Linked DNA regions of Mus musculus: region 2 is linked to region 1. Evidence: chromatin contacts called from public Micro-C data. All regions are on one chromosome and are shown on one strand. The core of a region is the stretch at or near the end of the contact, and the rest is flanking DNA. Distances in the headings are between cores, read along the strand shown.

Evidence for each region. Hi-C and Micro-C count contacts between places; a contact is called where the count stands out from the background.
Region 2: a contact with region 1 is called in a Micro-C map of muscle stem cells, with 4 times the contacts expected there. The contact joins two enhancer-like sites. A contact is called at or near these places in 1 of 484 Hi-C or Micro-C datasets (muscle stem cells), 2 of 115 datasets of contacts at active chromatin or transcription factors (the NIH/3T3 cell line and embryonic stem cells) and 1 of 9 other capture datasets (embryonic stem cells).

The regions. Positions count from the first base shown.
Region 1 is chr17:74,794,081-74,800,640 of GRCm38.p6, forward strand. Ttc27 (tetratricopeptide repeat domain 27) reads left to right here. Exons shown (of 20, transcript NM_152817.4): 13 at 5,104-5,331. Among named protein-coding and RNA genes, the nearest start is that of Ttc27, 80 kb to the left of the region's middle. Within about 2 kb of position 2,416, at least 42 of the 459 cell types and tissues checked have an H3K27ac peak or open chromatin away from gene starts, as enhancers often do. A contact at or near this core is called in the NIH/3T3 cell line and muscle stem cells, where this site is marked.
Region 2 is chr17:75,052,951-75,058,788 of GRCm38.p6, forward strand. All of the region lies in intron 2 of Ltbp1 (latent transforming growth factor beta binding protein 1), which reads left to right. Among named protein-coding and RNA genes, the nearest start is that of Ltbp1, 50 kb to the left of the region's middle. Within about 2 kb of position 2,816, at least 45 of the 459 cell types and tissues checked have an H3K27ac peak or open chromatin away from gene starts, as enhancers often do. A contact at or near this core is called in the NIH/3T3 cell line and muscle stem cells, where this site is marked.

The DNA.
Region 1 (6,560 bases), core at 1,166-3,665:
TCCATGCATGTTCTCAATTTTAATGGGAGGGCTAACCCTTTGAGGTTTAGACAGAACTTTCCGTATCGTATGTAGTCAACCAATGCTGGATGGAGAGGTGAAGGCTGGGGACCATTGCTTGGATCTCTATACTGATGGGTATTTATTATATCCAGCTTGCTGTGTTAGGGAGCTAGGAAAATCATTATTGGTGGCTTCAGAGACATAGAGGCCTACTCTGGGTGGACTGACTCCTACAAATTCTTTAGGTTCCAAAGCATTAGCATTAACCAAAAACAACTCTGAAAGAAGCCTTTTCTCTAGGATACAAGTACCTAGAAAACGGCTATGTTTACTTCTTTAAAGCTGAGTAGAGTTTTGCTATGCTCTTGGTACATTATCATATTGTCCTTTCTAAGTGGTATTTCTCCTCTTAATTGTGTTTTGGAGATGGAGTCTTTGAAGATACTGGGGGATAGGAACTGGGTGAGAGATGGCATCTTAGAGTAGAGATTCAGACTCTTAGACTTTTACAGTGTGACACAGATCAAGGTTGACTTTAGTTGGCTGCCTGCCTGCGTTGGTTGGGGTCAGTCAGCTACTGCTTTACAGTCCATGCTGGTCCCCACTAGGTTAGTTAGCTGTGTCTGAGCAGATCATCATACCCATTTGGCTCACAGTGCAACTGGCAGGTGTCTGCCACCTTGGGTCTCATCTTCTTCATTGGAATCTGGAAGCTCATGACAGCAGAAGCACTCCCAAGTGTTTCCCTATTAAACGGCACAGTTATGACAGTCTTTTTCAAATGTATTTCTTCTTCCATGTGAACTATGTCTCTCAAAGCCAAGATGGAGGGAACAACCCCTAGGTTCTCTGGGTGACAAAGTTGGGGTGGGTAAGCAGGTTGCAAGTGCTAAATTAACAAGTCCCTCTATCCGGAGTGTTGGATTTCTTCCTCCACATTCCATGAGGAATTTCTGGTATCTCAACTTTGGTTTTTGGCCACATTCGAGTCCAAGTTTCATCATGTACTTGAGCACCTCATTGAGAACTATCCCCAGCTGTTGGAGTTAGCATTGTGAATCAAAACTCTTCTAGGGGACTTCAGTTCAGCCTGATTTCAATTATGATCTCATTTGTCTCTGGTTTAACACCTCCAGAATCTTTTTGATCCCAAGATTTTCTCTCTATAAATTAAAACCTTTCAGTGGCTTCTATGTGTGAATTTATGTGTCTAGAAGCCATGACTAATAGGATGAATGGTGCAGGCATCAGTCTTAGGTGAAGTAATGTAGATTGGGAGAGAGAGGACTGCTGCCTCTGCTGGTATAGGGGCCAGAAGAAGTTGGAAGTTTCTGTTTCTTGACTAATCCAAAAGTTCTTGAGTCTGGTGTTTCATGACCATTGGCCTCTTCTGCGCCTGGCTGTGATGGAGTAACTGGTCCCGTGGCTCACTCTCCTGCATTTCCTGTGCTATGTATGAGTCTGCCCAAAACATAGTGGCTCAAACCCACGTAATCACCCCTTCAAGATGTTTGTTTCTCCTGTGTCTCTGTGCCACAGGAATCTGGGGAGAGCTTGACTTCTGGGGAGAGCTTGACTTCTGGGGAGAGCTTGACTTCTGGGGAGAGCTTGACTGGGCTTTGGGATTTCTCAGAAGTTACAATTAGCTGGTGGTGAAGTGGGCACTTCATGGGGTGTGTCCTGGGGCTTAGGATGCCCCACCAACAGGTCCTCTACACTTCCAATAGCCTGAGGCCAGCTGGGATTCTTGTCCTCATCTCAAGGCTTCTCTGGGTGGCTTTTCCTCAGGAATCAGCAGGGCTCCAGCCCAGTGTCCCGGAGAAGTTCCCAGCTTCTAAGGTCACTCAGTGTTGTTTTTGCCATAGTCCCAAGTGCATCCACAGCATTTGCTAAAGAATAAAAAGCAAAAACAATGTATAGCTAAAATTCCATTGAGAAAATAATAATAATAAAGTGGAACCTATTTGATTGCCTCCGGCTTTGCCCAGCGCTAACGTCTGAGTCTGCCCAGCTGTGCTCCCGCAGTCCTGTGGCCTGACAGCCACCAGCGCAGCAGACCCTCTGCGAGCATCAGAAATCCTCTGGTTCACCGCCCTGAGGATGGAAAACACCAAGGGCCGTTCCTTTCCCTTCCTTCAGCTGTCTGAGTGGGTCTGGAAGCAGCTGGCCTGTCTCTCACTGTCTACCTTCATGGTGCCCTGTCTCTCAGCAGACAAAGCTCTGAGCTTGTAGGTGCTGTAGTCTAAGGCACCAAGAAGACAATTCCAGAATTCCTTCTTCAGCGGGTGTCATGGACTTGCCGGCGTTTGTTCCCTTCACAGTCATGGCATCAGATTGCCAGGAGACAGTGCATGTGGCCACATCTGCAGTGTGGTGGCTGATGTTTATTCCAGACCACAGAATCCACTATAACGGAATAGAAATGGAAGGGATTTTATGTGAGTCAGCTTTGGAATTTGTGGAATGGTGTGGTGCAAAGTTTAAATGCCTTCCTGTCAAGAGAAATGCTTTGAACCACACTGTAAGCTTATTGGTGTGGCCACTATCGTATGACGTTTTTGTTAACTGTTTGTCTTTATGGCTCACAGAGTTTTGTTCAGATACATTAAAAACCATTTTATTATTTGGTAATAGAGGAAACTTGTATCCTAAAACATTGAACTATAAAATTTCATATTTGTTTTGGCTTATGATTATTTTCCCTTGGAAATTGTTTTGTACATTTTCAGTCCATGTCCAGAGTACACCTGACAGTCTGTATTACCTGTACTTCATCACAAATGCAAAAGCACCAGCATTTGGAAAAGTTCATTCCTTATTTAAAAAGAGTTCAAAACTTAGATACCTTACAGATACATGGAACTTAAACTAAATCTAGTATATAGACTTTCAGGTTGCCAGTGTATCAGAACAGGGTGGCAGATGGGGGTGAGGTAAGTTGAGGATTCCTAGTAGTCATAAGCGTAGTCACGTGATAGGCAGCCTTGTATTGAGGGTGATCTTTAAGTTGGTCTTTAAGCTGACCGCCTGGAGGAGCCACATGTGCCTGGTGTTGGTGTCACCAAGCAGGCTGCCCTGCCTGGATGGGAGTCATGGGTAAACAAGGAGAACTTGGGGTAAGTGTCAGATCGTACACACTGGACAGCCGTAATTAGGTTGTGAGCAGCAGCAAGTTGGACCTGCTGGAGTGAACAGATCCAGCTGAAGCCTTGGGAATCAAGGTCCCCTGGCTCTGCAGCTCAGTGTAGGCCCATGATTCCTTAGCCTTTGATAGCTCCAGCTTCAGCCTTCTGAATAACAGAACTCTGAGACCCTTGGTTCTAAAGGACGGACAGCCCCCTGGAGCCTGTGCAGTGCCCGCTCTTTCTCTGCCACCTCTTTCTAACCTTGCTTCTACCTGTTCTCTGTCCTTTTTCCCTCCACTGCCTCTTTGTTACTGCGTTGTGCTCTCTTGAACCGTTTAACTCCTCCTTCAGATAGGCACCCCAGCCACCTTGCTCCTTTAATGTCGTGGCCTCCTGACTTCCCAGCTCTGCTTCCTGAGGTGTCACAGCTCCTCTGTTGCTGCTTTTGCTGACCGCTCAGCTGCTGCTGCCATGGTCCTCTGCCACTTCTGCCACTGCTGCTGTCTGTAGTCAGTGTACTTCTTTCTCCTCCTTACCAGCTCTGCCCACAGTACTAGAAGCAGGCGAGAAAGAAAGGACAACTAAAGAAAATCCTTTGGGGGGAGTGAGTGTGTGTGTGTGTGTCTTAGCCCACTCACTAAATTAGGGTACACAACCTACTTATATAGACAGAGAAGGGGTATTGTATCAGTCACAGTCCACCTCACATACAGATGAAGGCTTTTGTTTGCCCTGGCCACAGACCCCGTGTGAGGCTAGCTCGGGGGAAACGGTAACGGTGATTATCAAGCCTTAGGAAAACAAAAAGTCCTGGCTGAGGAAAAGCGTGAGTGTGGTTGTTGTTCAGTTGTCTCAGGGTGTCTTTGGAGCATTCCAGATGGCAGTGACACAGTCCAGTTTGGTAGATTGCTCCCCCTACCCCCCGCCCACCACCTCAGCCTATTTTCAGTGAAATGGACATTAGGAACTCAAGGAAGATGTCATTGACACTAATGGTGACTTCAGCACCTGCCCAGAGGAGGATTGCGAGATGGCTCTTCTACTTCTCAGTGCAAAGTTACATCTGTAGGCGAAATGTGGCTTGGTTGAGTGGTAGATGTTTAACAATGGCTTTTCAATTATATCTCTTTTAAATAGAATTTTAACAACTTAAATAGAGAATACATAAAAACAAAACCATCTCCATGCTATGGGGCAAGGTGAGGTAGAGACTCTTCTCTAAGAGCAGCGGTGGGACCAAGGGAAGCAGGGAATGCTGTGGAGTGGCGGGAGTGGGCGGCCTGTCAGGCAGGAGGCTCCCTGTGTTCTTAGAATAGTCCCTGCCTCTCCTGCTTCCTTTTCTCTTGGGCCATATTTGTCTTCCTTCGGGCTTTTCTCAGGCAGCCCATGCTCTCGAGTCATGAAATGAGCAAGTAATTGAAAATTCACAGACTATGAAATAAAAGTACACGTCCTAAAAATAGCAGCTAGTTAGGATTAAGTGATTTTTTTATTAGATATTTTCTTCATTTACATTTCAAATGCTATCCTGAAAGTCCCCTATACCCTCCCCCACCCTGCTCCCCAACCCACCCACTCCTGTTTCCTGGCCCTGGCGTTCCTCTGTACTGGGGCATATGATCTTCGCAAGACCAAGGGCCTGTCCTCCCATTGACACTAATTGATGGCCGACTAGGCCATCCTGTACGACATATGCAACTAGAGACACGGCTCTGGGGGGGTACTGGTTAGTTCATATTGTTCCTCCTATAGGGTTGCAGACCCCTTTAGCTCCTTGGGTACTTTCTCTAGCTCCTTTATTAGGGGCCCTGTGTTCCATCCAATAGATGACTGTGAACATCCACTTCTGTATTTACTAGGCATTGGCATAGCCTCACAAGACATAGCTATATCAGGGTCCTGTCAGCAAAATCTTGCTGGCATATGCAATAGTGTCTGGGTTTGGTAAGTGATTTGTTTTTGTTGCTGTTCACAGGCAGAAGAAATACTTAGGCAAGAACTGGAGAAAAAGGAAACACCAGGTTTATATTGCTTACTTGGAGATGTCCTGCAGGACCATTCCTGCTACGACAAGGCCTGGGAGCTGTCCCGGCATCGCAGTGCACGTGCCCAGCGCTCCAAAGCTCTCCTCCATCTTCGGAACAAGGAGTTTCGGGAATGTGTGGAGTGCTTCGAGCGCTCAGTGAAGATCAATCCCATGCAGGTAAGGCCTCATAAAGTCTTCCGGTCTTGGCCTGGGGTTTCCTTTCTTAAATACGGTAACATGTGGGATGGGTTATTCGTTATATAAGGAGAAAATGTCTAGATAATACACACATACACAAACAAAACATTTAAAATATGTTTTCTGTATGTGCGTATGCAGGTGCACGTGTAGGGCAGAGGACAACAGGTGCCAGGCCTCAGCAGCTATCCACCTTGGTTTTCAGGATGATCTGTCAATGTCTCTCGTTGATCCAGAGCTCACTACAGACTGTGTTGACTGCAGTGAGCCTCAGGGATCCTCAGGGTCCCCAGTGTTGGCATGGAGAAGGCATGCGACCACTTGGGCTTCTGTACATGCCGAGCCTCAGAATCAGGTCGTTGTACTTGGACACTGTACTGATGGAGCCATGCCTCCAGCTCCATTTAAACAGCTGCATGAGATTTGAAAAATTACTGCAAAAGGTATCTAGACCCTTAAGTCTTGACAAATCTACAGGAGAAGACCTAGTTTTGAGGGCAGATTACCTTTCTCAGTATATAACGATATCCAGTTGGGAAAATGATTTTGAGACTCTTTCCTCTCTCAGTCAGACTTCATCATTGCTTTTTCATTTCACCAGTGATGGCTCCTGCACGTGCACGCTGACTTGGATAGCTTATCTGATGGAAACTTGGGTTGCCTCCACCCGTTGCCTGGTACAGAGAATGGGCCAGGAAGGACAGTGTGTGTAAACAGTAGACTCGGAAAGAGTCTTTTACACTGAAAAAAGTCAGTTTGCTTAGAACAGGGGTGTCCAACCCTTTGGTTCCTCGGGGTCACACTAGATGGAGAAGAACTATCTTACACACATTAAATCCAGAAGCAATAATGAAAGCTTATGAGAAAAAGTCTGTATAGGTTTTTGATATTTGACTACAGATAAGCAAAAGGCCCTCACATAGTAATCCTAATCATGTGGTCAGCCTTCAGGGTCTTTTGAGATTGTCAAGCAGGTCCTAAGTTTATGATCACTAATGAAGGAAATAAACCTATCCAGTAAGAAAACTCATCGTTTTAAAATTGTAAATGTAATATGTAATTATAAAGGTAACATAAAACTATTTTTTATTTGACATTGCATTTGAAAACTGGATGCATCAGTATCAGTTTAATGAAAGCCACTGCGCTTTTCAGCTCTCAAGGTGCTCATGAGATAGCTCAGATCTCATTTTTCTGAGTGTGCTTCG
Region 2 (5,838 bases), core at 1,566-4,065, 260 kb after region 1:
TCTCATGTTAAAGTTTATATTAGTCTTTCTTAGTGCCATAACAAAATTCCAGAGGGTGGGTAGAATATGAAGAAGAAGAGTTTATTTAGTTCATAATTTTAGAAGCCAGAAGTCAGGGTGGGGTGGTCCCGTTTGATCCACTTCTGTGAAGACCTCTTGATGGGGACACCTATGAGAAGGATCACAAAGTCAGATAGGAAGCCAGAGGGTCAGGAGGAGCTCAAAACCTGCTCTGTGGGAACTAACTTTATCTCTTCTCAGGGCAGTGCCCCCAGTGGCTTAATACCTTCCACCCATCCTCTACTTCCTGAAGGTTCTACTACGTCTGGACATCTTCCCAGTGAGGACCAGGCTTCAAACTGGGACCTTTGGAGGATGCACTCATATCCAGACCAGGACCCCAGAGAAGACTACATTTGGAGCATGGTCTTTAAAGAGGTCCTTAGTTAAGGATATGTCAATAGGGCAGACCTTGATCCAGTATTAATGGTATCTTTCTACAGGGAAACTTAGACAGAGATGCCAAGGAGAGGTCACATGACAACACAGGGAGAAGATGGCTGCCTACAAGCTAAGGACTGAGGCCAGAAAAGACCAGCTTTAATGCTGGGTCTCATGCTATGGTATTTCTTTCCTTCCCTAACTCCATGAATCCCCTGGTCATCCCATCCACATTGCACAACTGTTCTCTTTGAGTGTCATCATTGTCTTTACTTCTTGTTGATTGCCCAGGATGGGCTGGGTATGCTTTTCTGTTTCTGGCTCTCTCTCTGGGGTGTATGACAGTGTCTAGTGCAACAAGAATGCGAAGTTCTTGCCCAATGTTTTATTGAAGGGACAGGTGAAACTTGCCTAAAGGCACAGAGCTGGGGGAGGAGGCCCATCAGATTCGGATCTGAGCCCATCATCCTCTGAAGCACACAACATTCTGCTTCTCCCTGGTAAATGAGCTTATGGGCAAGCCACCATTTTAGATGTTTGGTTTCTATGATGATCTCCTTTTCATTTTAATTTAACTAAAAGTGTGTGTGTGTGTGTGTGTGTGTGTGTGTGTGTGTGCAAATGGTGTGAACATGGAGGTTATAGGAGGACATTGGGTGTCCTGTTCTAGCATTCTGCCCTACCCCCATGAGACAGAGTTTCTCACTGGACCTGACAGTAAGTTTGTGGCCAGCAAGACCCCCTACTCTTCTAGTCTTTGCCCCTCACCTTGCTCTGGGATTATGGGCTTGTGGAGCCACAGCCAGATTTTTATGTGGGTAGAGATGAGTTGACCCAGGATGCTTTACTGCACAGTAAGCACTCTTACCCACAAAGCCATGTCTCTGGCTAGCCCCCATTATTATTTAAATATAAATAACTCACAGATATTAATCCACTACCCAATTAAGGGCCTCTCATATATGTGGGTTTTGTTATGTCATGTGTGTGCTGGTTCCTGTGGAAGCCAGAAGAGGGCCTTGGATCCCCTGAACTGGAATGGCAGACAATTGTGAGCTGCCTCTGTGAGGGTCCTCTGCAAGAGCCGCAAGCACTCTTAATCACTTAGTTTCCAGATCCATGTACTGATTTAAAAAATTACATCTTAGTCTCTGATTTTCTGCAAAATAATCCTTCATCTTTTTTACCCAAAGTTTGTGGCTCAAAGCTAGAATTTAAGAGGGGCTCAATGTTCAGACAATGAATGCAGATCGTATGACATTAGAACAAACTTAAAGATTATTAAAACATGTTGCCTTTTCATTAGACATCATCTAAAATGATTTCTGTGCACATCATAGCTGAACTTCAAATTTGCCAGGTATGTGCATTTACCAGCTACCTCCTGGCATTTTACTACCATGAAAGCACAAAGTGAATTTATTCTGCTAATGTGAACAGTAAAAACCTTAGATGGGTTTAATCTTTGTTTCATTGATCAAAGAATTCTCACAAACCCGGCAGTCCCCAGAGCTCGCACATTGAGAACTCCCGCCCTCCGTGAGAGCAGGTGACATTTCTGGACAGTACAGTTGAATGGGTTTCAGGTTGGCACTGTACCTTACTAGAATCAGGCACCTGTGCCTGAAGCTCAGCTCCTGTCACTAACTGACACTCATCCCTTTGTCACAAAAGTGGACCCCAAAGAAGGCTTTTGGCTAGTTGACGTTCAGGATAAACAATCCTGATCCAAAAATGCTTGCATTTGGATTTTTCTCTCCTGGATTTTGTTATATCTGCATATACAGAATGAAGTATCTTCTGGGTTGGAATTTACTTAAGCCTGATGTATATATTACATACATTGCCTGGAAGTTGTACTGTATGATATTTTTCATGTATCTCCGGTTTGAGCTAGCATATGGCATCAGATGTACTGTTCTCCTTATGGTATCTATCATGTTGGTACTTTAACAGTTTGGGATTTTAGAGCCGTGGTGTTTTAGAAGTGCTCATCTGTACAAAGCATGCTCGTTGAGTGAGGGAGGACTCAGAGAGTCCCTCTGGGCAATGAGTTTAACTCTGAGGTATTTGAGAAGTGGCTGAGTCAGTAGCGAAATTTCACCATTCTAACTCATGCTAGAATCTCTGAACACTCTAGAAACGTGTATCATTTTATAGTTTTGATTTTCAGTGGCTCTACACTAACCCTATTTGGTCAACCTTTTATGATTCCTGTGAAGTTTTTTGTTGGTGTGAATAACCCTGCTGAGGATAGCAGAACATATGTCTGGGCACAGTAATTTTTCTTTTACATTGTTAGGGCACATGCCTAGAAATGAGGGTATGAAATCCCTGAAACATGCTGCCAAGGCACTCTCTAAATGCATCTGCCAGGATGGCAGAGATGGCTCATCAGTAAAGTGCCTTGCTGGGCAAGCATGAGGAGCTAAGTTTGGATTCCCAGCATCCGTGGAGAAGCTGGGCACAGTGGCCCAGGTCTGTAATTTCAGTTCTGGGAATGGAGTGGGGATGACCCAGAAGCCAGACCCCTGGAGCTCATTGGCCTGACAGTTATTGGTAGCATCAGAAGAGACAAATTCATCCCAGCTAACTACCCATGTTAAATAACTACCCATGTTAGCTAACTACCCATGTTAGCTAACTACCCATGTTAGAGTAAATCCTATGGAATCTCCGTTCCTGCTAAGCTCAGGGTAGAGCTCACAGCACTGGGAGGCTGAGTGACACGAAGGCCTCAAACCCCAGAATGAGGCCCTGAGCAACTCTGCTTTGGAGACCTCTGATCCTGCATGTGGCCTTGGGTACTTGCATTCCTGGCAACTTACTCAGCCACCTACTTGGTGAAATTGTCGCTTTGCACGGCAAATCGTGTGGTTGGGTATTCAACGTCAAGAAAGGCTGTGAGATGTGCCAGTCTGATTCAGAGAGAGAGGTGGGGATGAGGCCAGCAGACCTACTACTGACACTGTGTGATACACACGGACACAATCTCATGTATTTCGAGTGGGTTTCCACATCGATGAAAACTCTATAAAGTCGACTCGGTGCTTGTTGAAATGTGAAATTCATCTTTCTAGAAGATTCAGTTATGTGGAATTCATTATGACTGGCTACGTCAGTCATTGGGAGGTTATGATGCTAGTCTTTTTCTCTTTAGGGATTGAGGAGTATGCTGACTCAGAGCTGTTTACAAGGAAATCACATTATTTATTTGGGTTTGGTACAGGAGAAGTTAGCTCAGTCGTCAACTTGTGAACTCACCGTACGATTCTCGTGTTCTGATATTCCTTCGTGTTGAATAACTTCAAAGGGCAGCTGGGCAGAGCCCTGAAGCCACACAGGGGGCAACTTCTCACCTGCTGCCTTAGATCATCGAAGACACAGCTCAGCTCACATTTCCACCCAGGACATATGTGGCAGACATGCTGCAACTTGTTTGGAGAGAAAGGCACGGGGCAGGGAGTCACAGTGAGCTGTGTGGGCTGGGGCAGGCTTTAAATATAACTAAGGGCTATGCTTTTAGATGAAAAGCAAAGGAGGCGGGGCTTCAGGCCATGGGTCACTTCCTAAAAATAAAGTCACTGAACTTTGAGAGAACTTTAGGATTATCTTTGTCAACCCCAGAGTAGCTGCCAGCGGAGAGAAATTTGAAACTGTTTACCATTTGGGCCCAAAATGGAGCATTGATCCAGTTTTGACGGATTCAAATGACAAATGTGCTTTTGCAAGGCCAGCCTGGGATGTGAGGATAGAGGGACTTTTGCAACCCACCCTGTTCGCCCAGATCTTGAAATGGTGACATTCTGCAAGCCTCAAGTTCATTTTGTCTTGGTGGCAATTTCTGCCAGCTGCAACAGACCCCACTTTATTATCATGACTTTATTTTGCTCCCAGTTGCCTTTTGTCTGATAATTAAAACATTGAGTTTTCTTGAAAAGTAGAAAAATACAAAAGGTTTAACATCTAGACATGTTAAAGCAGACATCTACACATCTATTACCAACAGTCAATATATGTCTCCTTATTACATTTGATACTTTTCTTTTAATTATGTGTATGTATGTATGTGTGTAGGTATGTTCACTCGAGTGCAGGAACCTTGGAGACCAGAGAGGGGTCAGACTCCTGGAACTAAAGTTACATGTGGTCGTGAGCTACGTGACGTAGGTGCTAGGGATGGAACTCAGGTCCTCTGTAAGAACACTATGTGCTTTAAATCCTGGCCTTTGCTCCAACACCTCATCTTTCTTTTTTTAAGAAAAACAATTTGAGTCAAGTATGATACACATCTGTAATAGTGATACACATTTGTAATAATGATGCACGTCTGTAATGATGGTGCACATCTGTAATGATATACATCTGTAATGATGGTGCACATCTGTAATGATGATGATGCCCATCTGTAATGATAATATACACCTGCAATAATATACATCTGTAAGGATGATACCTATCTGTAATGATGGTGCACATCTGTAATGATGGTGCACATCTGTAACGATGATGATGCACATCTGTAGTATTAGCACTCAGAAAAATTAAAGCTGGAGGAACATGAGTTCCTCCCCAAGTTGGGCTATATTGTGAAACCCTATCTCAAAAAACAAAACAAAACAACAAAGAAACAAATGGCAAACTGCAAACAAAAGTGTAAGAAGAAATTCCCATTAAGAAAAATATATTTCCCCTTGGTATTACTTCTCTTCTTCCCATAGAGGATAACACCATACACTTAGTATGATGCTAACAGGCATGCCAAACCTTTTGACACTGAAATATGACATTGTCATCCACAAAGTTTAAACTCTAGAATTAAAAAAGTAAACAACAATTGTAAAATAATCTTAGAATGTTTTAAATAAGTTCAAAGTTTTGTGTTGGGCTGAATGTTGGTTGCCTATGGCCCATGGGCTGCGGGTTGGACACAAGTCTGGCATGTTTATATTTATCCACGAATGCACCAGGCATCATTTTAAAGTTTATTTGAAAAAGAACACGTAGTAAAAATAGTATTACAAAGTAGCAAGCTGGGGTTGAGGAGGGCTCAGTGAGTAGAAATGCTTGTGAAAACCTCAGTCCAAATTCTCAGCCTCCATGGAGTAGGCAGGCATGGCCTTGTGTGCCTGGGACTGTAGAGTCGAGAAATGGAGCTTGCTGGCCAGCAGCCTGGTCAGCTTCGGGTTCAGTGAGAGATCCCACCTCAGAGGAATGAGACAGGGAACGTGGTCGTGAAGACATCACCCTCAGCTCCTGCTGCCCGTCCTATCCCATACAATAGTTTGTAGATTTTCCAGTAATTTGTATACATAAAACTAGAGAAACTCCAAATGACGATCAATTTGTTTCTTGTTTTCTGGCATATGACATAGACCTTTTCCCGTGTTTTTTGCT